Regions from separate parts of the Capra hircus genome. Here region 1 is linked to region 2. The links are chromatin contacts, called in public Hi-C maps. All regions are on one chromosome and are shown on one strand. Each heading gives the region's core, a stretch centred on a gene start, on an enhancer-like site or on the middle of the called end of the contact. The rest is flanking DNA. Distances are from core to core; before and after follow the strand shown. Region 1 overlaps EEPD1 (endonuclease/exonuclease/phosphatase family domain-containing protein 1). Region 2 has its middle 110 kb from the start of SEPT7.

Region 1 (6,235 bases), core at 2,924-5,423, 240 kb after region 2:
TTGTATATTTCACTGGTGGACAGTTTGCTTTTTAATTTTCGAGGCTTGTTTTGTCATCCTGGTCTTCCTAAACCCTGGCTTCGGAGGACACAAGGATGAGGTCTGACAAGTGTCTGAATCAAGCTGAGGAGTCAGGATCCTGCACTTTCTGTCTCCGCAGACTGCCTGCAGTAGGAACTGCTTTAGGCGGGAACTCACACCGATGTGTTCTTTGTCTTTACAGTTCTGTGTGGAGCTAAACCAGCCAATCCTGCCCAACATCCGCAAGTGGAAAGGGCCCCGGGGATGCTGGAAGGCCGTTGTTTCAGAGACGCCCTCGACTCAGCTCCAAAAGGTACCCTCATCTGCAGAACGGGGATTTTCTTTCCATTTTCTTTTTTCCAATCACAGACGTTTAAAATCTTTCCTTTGCCAACATCCTTGATGTAATGTTGTATTTCTGCCCATTTTTTAGCTCTTTGCCATTTGTTTCAAAATGCCCTGGTTCTTATTTCCTGTTTGGATCAGGAATGGCCTGCTGCCCAGACGGAAATGGGAGCTGGGGTGTTGGGAGGAGAGGAGAAATCCTGTCTGGAGCCAAGGCAGCAAATGGGGTATTTCTGTCCTTTGTCCTTCTAATCCCTTCTCCACGGTTCCAGCCTCTGCCAAGTTTGTAGACAGCCCATTGTCCATTGACTGAGAACTTCAGATTCACTTAATTCATACATGAAATATTTGCTTTAGTGGTAAGAATTGTACACATGGAAATGATCTGTGGAAACTTTCAGCAGATTTTAATTTTGAATTTTCTCTCATTAGTATTGCCCATGTGGGTTTAGGTAAGTCTCTCTATGTATTTATTTTCACTCCCACACATCATATTCAAGACCAGTTTTTACTCACTTAAAATATTCAACATCAGTAGAGTTTTAGATTTTTTTAAATAGGCTCCTGATAGTTAATTATGAGTGGATTACAAAATTTTCCTATAAATGCAGATGTTACATTTTTATCACTAGGTGTTGGTGCTGTGTTCATGTCAATTGTGTCTGACTCTTCGTGACCCTTGGACTATAGCCCACCAGGCTCCTCTGTCCATGGGATCTTCCTGGCAAGAATACTGGAGTGGGTTGCCATTCCCTTCTCCAAGGGATCTTCCCAACCCAGGGATCAAACCCACGTCTCCTGTGGCTTTGCATTGGGAGGCGGATTCTTTACCACTGAGCCATGTGGGAAGCCCGTTTGTATCTCCAGTATACCATTATAAACACACATGATATAAATACTTATCTGAGTGATATGGAGATCTGGGACTTTTAAATTGTAACATTTACTGGATTAAAAGTATCCAGTCACTTATTGACAATAAGCTTTCTTTTTAGCTCCTACTTTAAAGTGTGCTGTAAATCTTATTTCTCTGGGTTTGGGGTGTAAGTGATTACTGCAGGTGGTAGCCAGGAGGCTGGAAATACAGGATAATGGGAAGGTATCTGGTCTTTACCACTCCAGCCCATGACTGTTCCTTCTCAGTCCACATAGAAATAATACTAATAGGGGACTTCCCTAGTGGTCCAGTGGTTAGAACTCTACACTCTCCCTGCCAGGAGCCCGGATTCAATCCTGGTCGGAGAACTATTTTCCCACAGGCTGCATGGTGCAGCCAAAAGTAAAATAAAAATAAAAAACAGAGTTGGGGTTTCCCTGATGGCTCACTGATAACGAATCTGCCTGCCAATGCAGGAGACGGGGTGCCATCCCTGGTCTGATAAGATCCCGCATGTCGCGGAGCAACTAAGCCCACACCATGACTACTGAGTCTGTGCTCTAGAGCCCAGAAACCACAGCTACTGAACCCACATGCAGCAACTGTTGAAGGCCTCTGGAGCCCTTGCTCTGCAACAAGAGAGGCCACCGCAATGGGAAATCCACGCACTGTAGCTAGAGAGTAGCCCCCACTTGCCACAACTAGAGAAAAGCTGGTGTAGCAATGAAGACCCAGCATAGCCATAAATAAACCTATAAAATAATTTTAAAATATTTTGAATGGGTCAGATGGTAAAGAATCTGCCTACAATGTGGGAGACCCAGGTTCAGTCCCTGGGTTGGGAAGATCCCCTGGAGAAGGACGTGGCTACCCACTCCAGTATTCTTGCCAGGAGAATTCCATGGACAGAGGAGCCTGGTGAGCTATAGTCCTTGGGGTCAAAAAGAGTCAAACACAACTGAGCGACTAACACTTTCACACCTTTTTTTAAAAGGCACTTTACACACATATATATAGGTTCACAGGACTCTTACAGTCCATTTAGCACTATTTATCTGTTCAGCAAATCATTAGAAAAGTTACTGTTTGTCAGGCACCATGCTATATACTAGATGTTCATGGTGAGAAAACTAGACCCAGAAGCCTGGCTTCTTTTCACTCTTTGCAAGCCCAGGACCTTGACTGAGCCTGACAGAGCCTGATGGAGATTTTCAAGTCAGGTAGCCCTGCTCCAGGTTGGGTGTCAAGGCCACTGGGTAACAATGTGTGGCTGCCTCTCAGATCTCTCAGCCTCAACCCCTTCATCTGTAAAATGGGATCAACAGCTCCTCCCTCAACTCAGAGTGGCTATAGAATTTTGAAGGATACTGTGCGTTGAATGCTTGTTTAGCAGACATGGGCCAGTGCCCGGCAGGGTACCCATGAGGTGGCAGGCAGTACTGAGCTGGAAGCTGCTCAGTAACCAAAGCCACCTCTTGGAGTTTTGTATTTGATCCTCAGCATTGCCATTTACCAACTGTGGGGTTTCAGGGAAGTTACTTAACCTCTCTGAGCAGCTGAGTCTTTACATGACAGGTGGGCACGTGAGTGGCCATCCTATGGGATGTGATAATTAAAAAGATAATTCTTTGCCTAGTCTGGGATCTCCCCCACAATGTGCCCCTGCCAAAGAAGAGCCCAGGCACCCCAGCTGTGTGAACCTCTCTGAAATTACTGGTCTGGGAAATTTGTTGTGGGGACTAGGAGGAACATGCTGTGGTTTGGGGATATGCTTTTGTCTCAGGAACAGCCCCTGGGCAGGTCACCCCCAGACCCAGTGTAGAGTTCGCTCCCCAGCTTGAGGCTGAGCACCCCACCAGACAGACCTCTCCGCACACTAACACCTCGTCTTCTCCCACAGGGTGCCGGGTTTGCGGGGTTCCTGTGGGACTCGGCGGCCGGGGTGGAGCTGAGAGATGCCGCCTGGCAGGAGAGCTCGCCCGGCAACGGGCATGGGAAGCCGGTGGGCCCCAGCCCGTACCTCGCAAGGTTCAAGGTATCGCCCCTATTGCCCTGCGGGGCCACTCCTTCTGAAAAGGAGAAAAGCCCACTTTGAACTGTGAGCCAGAGGAGCTCACCTTTTTGCCTTGGTTTTATTCTCTCTCGGGGCTGGGTCAGCACACACACTCCGGGTTCCCTCAGCTGGGGAACTTGTCCAGAGCAGGAAGGAGAGGAATTTGGGGGAGATCGTAGCTCTGGTAACTTTGACTTCTGGGCAAGAAGGAGGTCAAATGGCTGTTTCCCAAACCTGATAAGCAGCAGAATCACCTGGAGAGATTTTCTTAAAATCAGGGTTTCCTGGACCCTGCCCCCCCCACACACACAATGTCTGATTTCCAGAAGCACCTCCTGCGCTTCATCAGTGTTCTCAGCGCTGGGTAAGGAAGCCGGTCGTTTGAGAATCTCTGGATTAGAGGGCAGCTGAACTGCTCTGAGGACACCCTTCTCTTACTAGGGAGAGGGAGAGCCCTCCAGGGGTCACTGGGACTTGGAAGGGCCTCAGAAGGACCTTCTGGGTGATGGGGCCACTGACACTTCCAGACAATCCCTCTCTCTCCAGAGTTGGGAGCAGCAGGCAGACCGACCTGGGTCTCTCCGATTCCCCTGGATGCCCTGGGAAGTATTTATGCACAGCAAACAGTCAGAAACTGGGCGTCAGGAAGGAGGAAAAGGCAGCAGCCAAAACAGGTCACCAAGTCAGCAGTTGGCCTTACTCGTCAGAAGACACAGGGTCGGGCGAGAGTGGTCCCTTATCACAGAGCCCAGCAAACTAGCTGCTGGGCATCTGGGACACCCCCTTCTATATGCTCCAGAGCAGTTCTGGAGCCAGAGAGTTGCCGCAGACCTCAGCACGGTTTCTCTCTGGCAGCTCCGGGCTGGGGCTGCCCGTGAGCTGGCGGCTGTGCTGACTGTGGTCAGGGATCTAGCCCACACTTCCCGCCTCCTCACTTGCAAAGCTGCAGAGATGCTGGGATTCCATGCGTATGCACACAACCCGGGGTGTCTGTGGGTTGTGCTTCTGATACTGGTGTATCAGTCAGCCAGCGATCACCCCTGAACCCTCCTCCCCAGGTCCCTTTTCTATGGAAAGTGGCTGCACTGGCTTTGGCCAAGAAAGGCAATAGGCAGAACCAGCTTGTGTCTCAAAGAGGTGGGCTGGCTTTAAAGATCATTAAGAATTGCTCTCAGATTGTGAATTATTGGCTCAAATCCTCTGAATGAAGTGACCCCCTGCACAGGTGTGAGGCTCCTGTGCTTCGTGTCACATCCTAGGCCAGGCAAACTGTGGGGACAGAGATGTGGCTTCTCTCCCCAGGCAGGGTTTCCTTGCCCACGGCCTGAAGGTGTCTCCCTTGAGGTCAGAGCCACGGCTGCAGAGAGCTCTCCTGGCTGGGTGGTGGTGATGGCAAACTGGGCGTCTCTGTAAGACGAAACTGGCAGCGCCCACTTGGGGATGCCCTCTGCACACCCCTGCTTCCTGGCAGTGGTTAGTGTTTGTTGCCATAACAGAAGGGTGGGGTTGCCAGACTCAGAGCAGCTGAGCACTGCTTTGGGGCCCAGGAGACTGACTCTGACGTCACGATTCTGCCGCTGCACTGGGGATGCAGGAGGGGGCATAGCCTGTGTTATCAGGGCTCAGCCAGCTTTCATTCTTAATGTTTGAAATCACTGAGCATCAGGCACCGTGATTTCTAGGGGGAAAGGGAGCACATAGCGGTGGGTGGGATGTGGGGAGGTGGGGAAGGAGGCAGGGCCCAGCTGCAAATCCTGGCGGGGGGTTGGAGGTGACAGGCTGGCCCTGTGGGGAGAGCCCCAGGTCTTCATTAACAACCAGCTGGTAGCTGGTTGTCACCTCTTCCTCCTCCATAGATGCTCAGAAGGGGAAAAAAAGCAACAAAAAATTGGCATTTCTAGATGTGCCTGATTTTCCAGACCCTAAGGAGGAGTAAAGGGGTGCAGTGTAGGGGTCCCCGTGACAGGACAAGAGAGGTCTTGGTCCTGCAAGGGCCTCAGGAAGCTCTTGCTACAGCTGCCTCCGCTTCCTCCAGTGTGAGCTGCCGTGTGTACATTTACCGCCGTCAGTGTCGCTTGCGAAGCTGCTTGGGGGCTGGAGGTGACGGGCGCAGGCAATAGGAGCATCTCAGCCTGTCTCTGGTGCTTTGCTTCATCTTGCCCAGGTAGGAAGTCATGACTTGACGTTGGTGAACCTTCACCTGGCGACCCTGACCCTCCCGGGGGGTGAGAACCTGAGCAAGAATCACAGTGACAGCCATCGCTGGGCTAGCTTCACACAGACCTTGCAGGAAACCCTGAAAGGTAGGAACCATCTTCCTGTGCAGCTGGGCTAGCGGCTCCCACTTCTGCAGGGGAGGTGCGGGGTGCCCCTTCCCAGTGTCTCTCCCCTCCCTTAGGCTGGCTGTCCTGTGGGCGGCGATGCGTACTGAGTGATGGACAGGAAACCGCCATACCGCCTGCATCCTGGGCAGCGCAGTGCCCCGTGCGTGCTCACAGCTTTGTCTCTGTGGGTCTGGCATGTGGGTTCCGTGGTGGGGTTTTGTGGCTCTTCAGCCTCCGTTTGATGGACAGGATTGGGAGAAGGAGAAACTAAGTGATGGCGCCCCGTGCCTCCCGTCACGGGCTCCGCTGCCCCCCGTCATAGGCCCCATGCCCCCTGTAATGGGCTCTGCTGCCCCCCGTGTGCTCCCGTGGTGGTGTCCCCTGAAGATGTGCACCTGCTCTTCTTGGGAAAGAGAGTTGGTGACGAGGGGAGTGGGGAAGTCCTGATGAGTCCTCTCCTTCCTGGTGGATTGCAGATCTTGCTGACAGAGCCCTGAAATGACAGAAACACTGGACTTGAATCTTGGCTCCTTCAATGGTGGTAGGATGTCTGGGAGGTCACCACTCTTCAGGGGCTGACAGTGCTAACCTCACAGGGTGCCCAGGGCTGGGTGA
Region 2 (6,740 bases), core at 1,967-4,466:
GGGTTTACAATGGTCCCTCCTGCTTGCGTCATGAATGCACCCAAAGCCCACATCTCAGCACTCCCCGCTTACAGGGTTGGCTCCCTATTGGTACCTCCAGCAGAGCCTCAAATAATTCTTCCCCATTTCTAGATTTTCAAGGAATTTTTTCCTGCTGATTTTCATTTTTGGCAAAAAATACTTTTTTCTGAACCATTTTTGAATCATTTGCAGCCCTGTGCCCTTTGTGTTAAGTTGTTCGGTGTGTATTTCCTAGAAACAAATCCTCATAATAATAATTAAAACAATTTAATGAGCTTTTAATCAAACTTAAAAACATAGATCCTCTTTGTCAAGTTATTGACAAGTTGATGTCAGGAGGCCTCAGTTCCTTGCTACATGGACCTGCTTGAGTGTCCTTATCTTCAAATATATATGTTTTTGTGTTCATATTATGTACACTGCTTGGATGGGATCAAGTGGCCAGGTTGACACCTAAGTGTCACTTATCTCTGCCACGTGGGATGGACTCATTCATTCATTCTCATTCTCTCCATCCGATCTCTGAGCCCCGGCCAGCCACGATTTTTCCCACCCTGCAGCAAGATTTCCAACACAGGAATCCCGCGGCCACCTGGAAGATTAAAGCCGTGGAAGGTGGTAGCCCCTGCACGGTTCGCCCGTGCTGTGGAAGGCAGGCTCCCTGCTGCCCCCTGGCGGCCGCAGACACCTGCACAGGGCCTGGCTCCTCAAGGCAGCACCGAGTTGATGCAGCTTCTTCCCTCTTGGGGGCTAGGGTCTGTGGGCACAGACCCTGCCTTCTTTCTCCCATTCGAGCATCAGTGGCGGATAGGGGACTGTGGGGACAGAACGTGGCAGTATGCCCATGCACGCTGAGACCTGTGCCAGGAGGTGGCTTTCCAGAGCGCCCGGAGCCCCTGAATTCCACACCACTCAATTGTTGGATTTTATATTGTTTTCAGAAATACTTCAAGACCTTTTATTATTTTTATTTAATGGGAAGAGTTTTAAGAATGTTACAAAAGTAACTCAGACTCTTGAACAAAATATTACAACCAAACATAAAGCATGAACGGTTTAAAAGGTTCCTTAAAATGTTAAATATAGAATTACCATTTGACCCAGAAATTCCACTTCTGGGTATATATCCAGAGGAGGTAAAAGCAGGGATGTGAACATTTGTGTTCACAGCAGCATTATTCACAAATAGCCACAAGGAAGCAACCTGAGTGTCCATGGACGATGTAAGGATAAACAGAACATGGTGTATATCAACACATACAGTGGACTATATTCATCGACCATGAAAAGGAAGGAAATTCTGACACAGGCTACAATATGGATGAACATGCTATATGAAAAAAAAAAGACACCAAACACAATAAGACAATTGTAATTCCATTTATATGAAATATCTAGAACAGGCAAAGTATAAGGATAGGAAGGCCAGACGTTATTGGGCACTTGGGGGAGGGGATATGGGAGTTACTGTTTAATGAGTGCAGAGTTTTGGTTTGGAGTATGGAAATTTTTTGAAAATGGTAGTGATGGCTGCACATTGTCAGTGTAATTCATGTTACTGAATTGTACACTTAAAAATGGTTTCAATGGAAGTTTTAATTATATACAAATATGTATTTTATAATTTAAAAGCTAGGTAAGAGAAAAAAACATTGGATTTACCTCTCTACTATTCTACCAGCTTGAAGCAGGAGCATTCAGGTTAACTTAACTGGAGTCTGGAGTCATGTAAATGGAAGGGCTAGGGTTTGAACTGACTGCAAAGCACGCAAGATTACAATAGACTGCCTGTCTCTAAGCAGCCAGCAGCCATGATCAGGTGCCTTCCGCAGCCTTGCATCTCATCTCCCTGGGAGCACCAGTTGGTGAGTCATCACCACTTCATTCTTCTCCCTTTGATTTCCAGGGGGACTGACCTCGACCTGGACCTTTAGCATACTGGCTCCAAGTTACCCCAAGACATAAAATGACTAAGACTGTTCTTGAACACAGTGTAACCCATTCAAAGCCCAGATAAGCACAATGGGCAGGAGACCTTGGTGGCCTCCCAGAGACCCCTCTGTCCTCCTTAGGCCCCATGACTGGGGCTACCATAGCCACCTCATCTCTAGGGCCCTTCCCCTCTCCTGCAGCTCCCTCCTCATGCCCTGCCCCTCTGAAATTTCAAGTCCCTCTCCCCATCCCAGCACTGTCTCCACCCACTCCCGTTCTTACCTCAGAGACTCCACACTCTGCCTCACTTCCCTCCCTCCCCAACCCTGTGTGCACTGCCCAACAGGCATGGCAAACTTCTGCTTATAAAAGTTGGGGAGGGGAAAATTTTGAAGTGATATTTTTTAAAAAGCCATCAAATTACTTTTCATGGGAAACCAAGATTTTTTTCAGAATCCTAAATTTCGTTGCACTGTTTACAGTTTTAATTTTTTTTTATTTTGAATTGGATAGATGAGTGGGAAGGGGGGAGCATTAGGCTTTAAGGGTTTACAACCTCTACGTATCTTGATTTGGCCCTGCCCAGTCTGCCTGATGGTGGGTCTTCTTTCTCTTGCTTATTCTCATGGGGACCTGAGCATCACAAAGAGGCCAGATCTGAGAAGAGCTGGGAGAGCAGGAGGTGGAAGGAACCTTCAGCCTGTACCAGAGGAGTTTGCTATCTTTGTGATGTGGTGTGGAGCAACTCGAGTGCCCAGTGGAAATGCTTAGGAGGAATGGGACTGGGCCAGGGAGAAGCTAGGCTCAGGGTAGGGTGATCACCCTAGGGGTGCCCGTTTTGGGTAGTGGTCCAGGACAGCAGGACATCAGCTTTCTGGTGGCTGGGGAAGGGGAGACACTGACCTCTACTTGGAGTATCAGCTTGGCCAGGTCGGAGTGGACACAGGACTAGGCGTCCCCAGTGGCATTACCATGTTCTTGGTGGATGGGGGACCTCTCTGGAAAAGGAGTTAGACATACACTCATGTGCTCCTTCTGGGGTTGTGGCAGCGCATAGTGGGCCCTCACAGGGTTATTTTGGCCACTTGAAAAGCCTGCTGACATTGGCTAGCAAGTGGTGAATTTATAGGAATGGATGTGTGGATGGGGGATGATCTGCCCTCATCCAGTGCCCTGCCCACTTCTCTGGAGAAGATAGAGCGGGGAGCAAGTAGGCGCCAGGATCCCCACCTAGGGAAACCTGGGAATACTCCCAGTAGGCACCAGGGGGCAGCACTGCTGCAGCATCAGGCTCCTACCGAGTAACTGTTGTTCCTGGCCTCAGCAGCTGCAGTGGCACTAAGTTCTTGGGGCTATTAATTATTATTTTTGGATTTTAAGAAATAAAAGGCTTTTAAGAGTTATAAACTTGGTGAGGGTCCTTATAGTAGCAGGTGGAAAAACTTAATCTGAGGGAAAAAAAATGAAACAGTTTCTGCTTTCTAGCTCTGATGAGAAACAAGCCCTTCGTCCTCTCTTTGCCTCAGTTTCTCCATCTGTCAGACTGGGACAATCTCTTCTGCACCCACAGCTTAAGAAACTGTTGTGCTAAAAGGTGCAATTGATGAGAAACGATTTCCTCATGTTCAAGGTAGCTGGCACACAGTCACGGGCGTTCCTACAGTGAAGAAATGTGCCAGTGTCCCTCCTTTATAAGTAGGTTCATGAGTCTGTCCTTTGGAATTAATTTCCCATAGTTGGAAATATGCGGCAGATGAATGATGCTTCCTGCTTCTGCAAGTTGACATAGCTAAGGGGCCATGGGTGGGCTGGCAGAGCAACAGACTTGTTTGGCCTCAAAAGAAGGGAGAATCCACAAAGTCAAGGTCAGACTTGGCCGGTGGAGACCTCACAGCAAGTGGAAGCCTCTCTTTGGGATGTGTGTTTGAGGGTTTGTGGTACCCACTATTGGATATCCAACTACAAGATCTTCCTTTTGCTGTCTTGTTTTCCCCAGATGTAAACAATCCTCCTGAAAGTGAGAAGAGGGAGAATGAGTTAGAGGTCAGGTCAGTTTCCTTGTGGCTGAACTTCTTATCAACTTTTTGTGAAAGAGCCTGACCCAGCTCGTCCCAGGAAGGCAGTGAAGCTAGGGCAGCACAAGACACGATGGGGTGAATTTCTGTAGCTGGCAGAGCCCGGGCCGGGGCAGGCAGAATGCACAGCGGTCCAGCAAGTCATCCTTGCCATTAGACAAAGGAAGGCTTAGCAGCTGGTATGCAGTTTTCTAAGAGGCAGAGAGTTTAAAAGTCCATTCAGCCCAAAGCATGTACACAAATCTCAACTGTGAGCATCAGGTAGGTGCCAGTCCTGACTCTGTTACCTGACCCTGAGCAAGTTCCCTGACTTTTTTTTTTTAAGTCTTATTCATCATTTGGAGAACAGAGACTGTTATTTCTTTCTTGCTATGTTGCTGAGCAGATTAAATGAGCTTGCTTCTCTCAGAAGAGCATCCAGAGTGCAGTAAGCGTCCAGTAAATATCAATGTAGCAGGATTCAGAGTGAGAGGTTGAGAAATTTGGTTGTTTAGTTTCGTGGATATTTTGTTTAAGTATTTCTGTTCATCTTTGTCGGGTGGGGACAGGGTGGGCTTATGACTAATTAGGAAGAAATGAAAGCTATGTTTCTCCTTCCAGGAAGAGAACCAGACTTTGCTGTTCTTAAGATCTTGATCTCTCCTTACATCCAGAAAACATTTGTGGTTTTAAGGCTGATGTCCTGTCACAGTGCAAAGGGGTAGAATGCAAGTAATTTGGAGATTTGAAAAGGCAACAGTGGCTTGAGTCTGCCTTCTATCTCTCAGGGTCTGGGAAGAAGCACCTTGTGCTCACCTGTGAGGGGGAGCTGGGTGCAGGGCATGGTGGGCCCTTGTGGGAAGCCCTGAGCAGGCCCAGCAGAGAGATCATGGGGTTGCCCTGGGGACCCCTTCCTTTCAGGGTCCTACCAGAGGAAGACAGAAGGCCAGTGGATGTGCTGTGGGGTGAGACAACAGCACTGCCCAGAGGTGGGAGCTGCCCTGACCTGGACCCCTAGGGGACCTCTGGGGCTATGTAACACCCCCAGCTCCACTCAGAGTCTTTGTGGGACCCAAAGGAGAAACCTGACTTTAAATGTCTTCCAGTCTTAGAGGGTGGTTTACAGTAAATTAGGTGAGGGGAAATCTGATATTATTTACCTCTTGAGATTAATTCCTTGTGAGTGAAATCCAAAGCTAAAATGGATAACATTTGCTTGGGTCTTGGAATCTCAGCAAGTCAGCACCAGACAGAACTGATGAAAAGTGTATTTTTCATCTGGTAGTTTTGGTTTTCTTGGCATCAAACTGATAGAGGCCTGAGGAACAACAAACCATACATACACAGCAACAATACAAGGCAGAGGGAGAAACGTAAGAAGGGTCTCAAGCCCACTACTATTCCTATTAACTAAAATAAGTGTGACCACACAATGGCACCGCACGTGTCATCCATTCAAGGGTCTGTCTCACAGTGATAAGGGAGGTGCGTGTGGGGACAGAGGGAATCCACAGGGAAAGAAGACACACGCACAGAGGGCCTCCTCCACTGGCAGCGATGCCTGGGCCGTGCGGCTGGGAGGGTGGCTGGGGCAGCTCTGCAGGGGCCATCCGACAGGGCGAGAGGCAGGCAGAAACGACGGGCTTGAGCCCTGGGGGTCCTGCCACAGATGCCGTCAGCCTACAGACAATGCCATGAGGCTTCAGGGCATCTGCTCGGCACACAGGGAGCTTTCCAGACCTGTGTCTGCCCTTCCATTCATGTTAAGTGTCCGGCGTTGACTCACTCAGACCCTGACACCTGGGTGAATTCATGCGGGCTCACCCATCAGTTTCCTGGGTTTCAATAAACACTATGTCTAACAGGAACTTCCCATTTAATTTCTTTCAGGATTGACATTAAAAGTGAACTGGTCTACTTAAAGCATAGACTGTTAACATACCCCATGGGGAAAACTCTCCTTCTGTAGACCAAAGCCTGTCAGGCTTTTTGTATTTTATAGAAGAACCCAAACTGAGACAGGCAACACCTGTCTGCTGACCCTGAAGTGATGGGAGTTGTCTCTGGATTGTCTTAGTTGGGGAGATGGGATTTGCCTATAGCGCTGGTGACATAGACCAATGCTAATGATACACGGCTTCATGCAGGGAGGTCTGTTAGGAACCGAGTGCCTGTGCCCCCTCAGAGGTCCCAGCCTCTTCCTGGAATAAATGATTAAACTTCAATCATGATACAATCAAACAATATAATTTTTTAAAAATATTTATTTATTCCTTTGCCTGCTCCAGGTCTTAGTTGTGGCACGTGGGATCTAGTTCCTTGGCCAGGGAAGGAACCTGGGCCCCCTGCATTATGCGTGTGAAGGATCTTCACCACTGGGCCTCCAGGGAAGTCCCAGACATTGTAATATTTTGCTTGGATACAAACGCTACTTTTGAACCATTCTTATTGACATGGGAAATTATTAATGCCACATCCATTCAAATAATAGGTGACTAAACCACAACGGACGGAGAAGGCAGTGGCACCCTACTCCAGTACTCTTGCCTGGAAAATCCCATGGATGGAGGAGCCTGATAGGCTGCAGTCCATGGAGTCGCTAAGAGTCGGATACGACTGAGTGACTTCACTTTCACTGTTCACTTTCATGCATTGGAGAAGGCAATGTGTTTTTGCCTGGAGAATCCCAGGGACGGGGGAGCCTGGTGGGCTGCCATCTATGGGGTCGCACAG

The links. Hi-C and Micro-C count contacts between places; a contact is called where the count stands out from the background.
Region 1: a Hi-C map of blood shows a contact between it and region 2, with 8 times the contacts expected there. The contact joins two enhancer-like sites. A contact is called at or near these places in 4 of 5 Hi-C or Micro-C datasets (blood and liver).

The regions. Positions count from the first base shown.
Region 1 is chr4:59,240,103-59,246,337 of ARS1.2, forward strand. It overlaps EEPD1 (endonuclease/exonuclease/phosphatase family domain-containing protein 1), which reads left to right. Exons shown (of 8, transcript XM_018047149.1): 4 at 224-334; 5 at 3,144-3,278; 6 at 5,461-5,599. Among named protein-coding and RNA genes, the nearest start is that of KIAA0895, 100 kb to the right of the region's middle. Within about 2 kb of position 4,174, at least 1 of the 5 cell types and tissues checked has an H3K27ac peak or open chromatin away from gene starts, as enhancers often do.
Region 2 is chr4:59,003,250-59,009,989 of ARS1.2, forward strand. No RefSeq gene overlaps it. Among named protein-coding and RNA genes, the nearest start is that of SEPT7, 110 kb to the left of the region's middle. Within about 2 kb of position 3,217, at least 1 of the 5 cell types and tissues checked has an H3K27ac peak or open chromatin away from gene starts, as enhancers often do.